2 separate regions of the Oryctolagus cuniculus genome follow, and region 2 is linked to region 1. The links are chromatin contacts, called in public Micro-C maps. All regions are on one chromosome and are shown on one strand. Each heading gives the region's core, a stretch centred on a gene start, on an enhancer-like site or on the middle of the called end of the contact. The rest is flanking DNA. Distances are from core to core; before and after follow the strand shown.

Region 1 (2,640 bases), core at 103-2,602:
TGTCAGGGAAGCTATTTTACAAAAGAGGTGACTCGCCCCTACAGACAACCGTGCTAAGGTCTCCGAGCCCGCACTCCACGAGGCTCCAGACCCTTGGTGTTCAGACTTCACAAAAATGACTCCATTCCATGTTGTGACAATGGTATCCTCTAAAAGCAATGAATGAATGAACCACGGTGGGAAGCGGTCTGGGATTACCGGCGCCGCCTGCCTCCCTGCCTCCCCAGGTAAGTTGCACAGCCCAAGGTGGTTAAGTTAAAGGCAGTCTCTTCCCCCGACCAGAGCTTCGGGCCGGCAGCTGGGAGACGCCAGCCGGTCTCCTGCTCCCTGTGGGTTTCTCGGGATTGGGATGGGGACTGGGCTGCAGGAAGCGCCCCGGTGGCCCGGCCGGGGCTCGGGCTGACCCTCGCCGCCTTCCTCCCACGCAGACACCAAGTTAGAAACCCAACTCCCCCACACAATGACAAGAAGGCACACAAAAGGAGCCAGGCGGCCGCTCCCATCCTTACCTTTGACTTGACTTTCATACTCGGCTATGATCTCTTTGTCCTTCTTGAATCTGCTCGGGGTGGACATTCTCCGGCTGTTCCGGGCTGGCTTGCGGTGGGCAAGTTCCGTTCAGTGGTCACGCAGCGGAGAGTGGGACCACCGCGGCCGAGAAGCCGAGGCGGCGCCGGCAGGAGGGAGGGGAGGGGAGGAGGAAGAGGAGGAGGAGGAGGAGGAGAAGGAGGAGGAGGAGGAGGCACCCAGGAGCAAGCCGGGGACTAGATCAACCCGGGCGCTGGCACCATACTCTCGCGCTAGAGCCGCCGTGGGCGATCCCCCCCGGGGGCCCGGGGCTCGCGGCCGGAGAGGCCGGACGCGCGCGCGGTCCAACTCCGGCGAGCGCGTGGCGGGGGGCGTCTCCCTGCCCTCCCCACCCGGAGCCGGGCCACTTCCTCTACGAGCGCTGGGCGGACGCGGGGATCGCGCCGGCGCTCCACACCATTGTTAGAGACCCGCACGGGGCGCCCGGGGCAGGGCTAGTCGCGGAGGGCGGGCGCTCGACCCTCCCTTCCTGCCTCCAGCCGCCGGCTCCGGCGCTCAACGGTCCCGCCCGGGCTGGGGATGCTCCGCCGCCTGCAAACCCGGCTGCGATCGCCCCGGCAGGCGAAGGGAAACCGTGGTCCTGGAGCGAGTTCCCGCTGCTGACCCGCAGGGTGGCGGCTGCGATGTTCGAAGGCGCCCCGGGCGCAGCCCCCGCGGACTTCAGATCTCCGGTGCCGGCGCCGGGAGCGGCCTCTGCCTCCTTGGCCACGGGGCGCCGAGGCTGCCTCTTTTCTCCTCGTCCGCCTTTCCGCGGCTGCCCCCAGGAGGCCGCCGGGGACCAGCACACTCGCGCACGCACCCGGGGCAGCCGCGCCCCCGGCGGCAGCAAAGTTGACGCGCGCTCGGCCCGCGGCTCGCGGGCGCCCCAGCCAGCGTTCTGCGGGCGGCGGCGGCGGCCGCTCGGGGCTGCGCGAGGCGGGGCAGGGCTCGCGGGAGAGGCGGGCGGGAGGCCAGTGCCCTTCCCCGCCCTCGCCCCCGCCCGCTCGGCAAGGAAACGCCGGGCTCGTCTGGGAAGATGGATGCCTCTTGTGGCCAACCGCAGCCGGGCCCCGGGCGCCGGGTCCGGGCGGCCGTGGGCGGCGCCCCTGCGCCTCCCTGTGCGGCGCGCGGAGGCCAGGATCGCTGCCCCCGGCAGCTGGAAAACCCCCCTCCTGGCCGAGGGTGGGCTCCTTGGCAGGGCGCCTTGCAGGATCCCGTGGAGAAGTCCAGAGCTGGACGTTGCCGTAACCTGGGGGACGGGGACGGGGGCGGGGGGGGGGGACCTCGAGGTGTCGGGCTCCCGTAGGAAAACCGAGCCTGGATTGTGTAGGATCCTGCTGTTTAGCACCGTAGAGGAGCCCGAAGGTTTTCCATCGAGGGCAGGAAGAACATCTATCAACCACACTCTGAGCCGGATTGGTCCAAGTGGTTGTGACCAAAGGCGTGTCCAGCACCCAAACGTTTTTCCCCCTGCGAAATCTTCAGAGATTTGTGGTCATTCATCCATGTATACAGTGGATACACCTTGGGAATGCTCCGTGCGGGCCAAACACCAAACAGCACTGTAGGGATTCAGAGATGGGGATTCGTAGTCTGTTGGATAAATAAGTAATTATTTTAAAAGATTTATTTATCTTTTTGAAAGGCAGAGTTTCAGAGGCAGAGAGAGAGAGATGTTTTCCATCCTCTGGTTCACTTCCCAAATGGCTACCAGGACCCAGACAGGAGCTTTTTACAGGTATCCCACGTAGGTTCAGGGGCCCAAGCACCCAGGCCATCTTCTGCATTCCAGGCACATTAGCAGGGAGCTGCATCGAAAGTGGAGCAGCCTGGACTCAAACTGGCACCCGCATGGGATGCTGGCACTGCAGGCAGTGACTTTAACAGCTATGCCATAGCGCTGGCCCAATAAGTGTTTACAAGCAGTGCCGGGCTTGGGGAAGGGGAGTGAGAAGGACAAACGGACTGCACTTGTGTCAGGGCTTCGGGGGAGTCCAAGTCTGAACTGGGTGTAAAGGCTGAGGAATGAACAGATGGCTGAGGATTAAGCAGGGAGGCAAAGGGTTGCATCCA
Region 2 (2,640 bases), core at 70-2,569, 520 kb before region 1:
AAGTAAGGAAACAAACTCGTTACAGTTGTCCGTTCCACAGCAATCGCCACAGGAAAGGCACCTGGATAACCACAGGCAACGGAACGTGGTCAATCACCTACATGTGCGCCAACAACCGCCAAGCTGCACTTGGCGAGAAGGAGCGACAAGCTTCCCAGACAAGGCTATGCAGGAGCACCTACCCTCGACCGCCACACCTGGCTGTGCAGCCGCTAACACCGGTTAACAGCGTGGTCTCAATCGGGCACCTCTCCGAGGTGCAGGCCAGCAACACAACTACTAAACCCTAACTTTTTTTTTTTTTTTTTCTGGACGGCTACTGGGCATCCAACAGTTCGGGAAAATTCCTCCACACCCACCGAAGACCGGTTCAAAAGCCAGGCGTTCATCGTTCCAGCCTTTTAACACCATGCCAAGTCGCTTTCATAAAACGCAACTTCCCCCAGTAACCACTAATTAGCGCTCTCAAAAAGTACTCGTTTTTCTGGTTACGGGGAAGCATCACGCTTCTCTCCTCTTGCAGGACTGGGAGGAAGGGAGCAGAAGATATGGAGCGTCCTGCTGGCAAATTACTACGCAGAAAAAACCCTTTACCTCCTTTCCCCCAGAGCGGGCGGGAGGACCTTATCAAGTTTGAGGTCTTTGCGTTGAAATGGGCGGGACAGGCTCCAACTACCATGATTGGGGTGGGGGCCACAGGCGATGCCGACCCTCGTCGGCAGGCCTGGTCTTCATCCGTTCCCTGGATCTCTCCCCAAAAGGAAGCCTCGTGGCAACTCGGGTGATGAAACAGCCGGCCTCGGGCGGCCACGGCTCGTACCCGCCCCCACCTGGTCCGCCCGGCCCCAAGCAGCACCGCCATGGAGGGTCCCCGGCCTGCACCCCTCCCAGGCGTCGGGGCTCCCCCGGGCCGGGCCGCCCTGGCCAACTTCCTCGCAGCCACGCGCGGACCCAGTCGGAGCCATGTCCCACTGCCCCCCGAGCCCCAAGTCACCTTCCCTATCACTCCATCTCGCCAGTCCGCCTGCACTGCCCAGGGCCGGTGAGCCGAGCGGAGCGGCGCTGCACGCAGGGCGCAGGGAAAGCGGCCCTCGTCCTTGTCGCCGTAGTCCTCCGCCACGACAGCAGAGCCAACGCCGGGGACCGAGCCGGCCGCGCGCCTCTCACCGCGTCGCGTACCCTGTCGCCTTCTCCTGCGTGGCGCGGGGCAGGCAAGCCAGCGAGCAGGCGGGCGGGGTCGGCGCCCCAGGAAAGGAAAGAGCGCGAGGGCCGGCTAACGCCGCCGCTGCCGCTGAGTCAGCGCGAGGCGCGCTCCCCGCGTCGGTGCCGCGCGGGCTAGCGCCAGCAGCCTCATGGAGAGTACAGACGGCCGCCCGCGGGCTGCGGCCGGGGGCCTACAACTCCCAGCATGCAACGGGCAGGCGGCGCTTCCGGGCGGCGTGGTCGCCCGGGCCTGTGTGGTGCATGCCGGGACGAAGCATCTGGCCCCGAGACGCTCAGGGCTCTTCCCGGGTCCTGGCAGGCCTTTGAGCCGTGCGGTCCGGTTGTCTCCGAGCGTTCGGTGAAGGCTTCGTGCAGCAGTTGGTAGGTTAGAGAACAGAGTTTCGGAAACGTCGGCGACGTGGTTCAAATCACGTGTGAGGCAGAAGTTTAATTCCTTTCGTGTGGTCCCACGTGACCCGAGTTCAGGGGTGTGAGCATCCGCTGAGTGCTGACAAGTTTTGCACGTCGTTTTAAATTGTACGGGGAAGGGAGCAGAGTACTCCTAGGAAGCCCGACTCCTAAGTTCTCTTGGTGGCACCAAATGTCCAGTTTTTTAATATGTTAGTGCAGCGCAGAGGTACTGAGTCTCCAGCTCCACGGAATTGAGTCCCAGGCCCCGCCTCATAGTTGCCCTTAGGCGCATTCCTTAACTTGCATATCTAAAATGGGGGTACTAGTGAAGGGAGTATGCGTGGATTTCAAAAAACTTTTGCACCAAAATAAACCTTCTGTTTTACACAAACCTTTTGAGGTCTTCTCAGTTCCAGGTTCCAAGAGCTGTGAGAATTGAGCTAATGCACGTGTTTGGCACACTGTAATGCTCAGTCTCTAGGTCTCATTGTTGACTATACAGTATGAATTGGAAGGGAGAGAAATGGAATAAAACTAATGTTACAACTACATTTATTTAGTCATCCCGTGTGCATGATACTGCATTAGGCAACTCATATATAAAATATTTTTAATCACTTTTGCATCACATGTCTAACTTACTGTTTAAAATGTTGGGCTAGGATTCCTGTCCTGTGTGTTTCAGTGTATCCCTTAGAGCCAACACCGGTGCCAATCTGTAGTTACAACTCAATAAATGAGTTGCATGAATTATTCCATTAGCTGTGATGGTCAGCTATGGACTGTGGAAGCTCGGTAATAATCCTGGTTCAAGTGGCTTTGCATTGTGTGATATGTTTAGCATATTTCACTGTCTCATCTTAAAAGAATTCACTATGTTGTTTTGTAACTGGATTTCCTTGCCTTTTTTTTTTTACTTTGTACATGGATTTTATACATACTTCATATGTTAAATATCATACAAAGTTTATATAGCTTATCTAGTATCTGTAGCTTATCTATAATTTGGTGACTGGCCTTTCCTTC

Evidence for each region. A called contact is a pair of places that touch in the nucleus more often than the background predicts.
Region 2: a Micro-C map of ear pinna shows a contact between it and region 1, with 5 times the contacts expected there. The contact joins the promoter of XPOT here to the promoter of SRGAP1 in region 1. A contact is called at or near these places in 4 of 6 Hi-C or Micro-C datasets (ear pinna, embryonic fibroblasts, psoas muscle and 1 more).

The regions. Positions count from the first base shown.
Region 1 is chr11:66,040,365-66,043,004 of mOryCun1.1, reverse strand. SRGAP1 (SLIT-ROBO Rho GTPase activating protein 1) reads right to left here and starts at 1,352. Exons shown (of 21, transcript XM_070052569.1): 1 at 510-1,352. The coding sequence starts at 576.
Region 2 is chr11:66,563,903-66,566,542 of mOryCun1.1, reverse strand. XPOT (exportin for tRNA) reads right to left here and starts at 1,319. Exons shown (of 25, transcript XM_051845640.2): 1 at 1,180-1,319.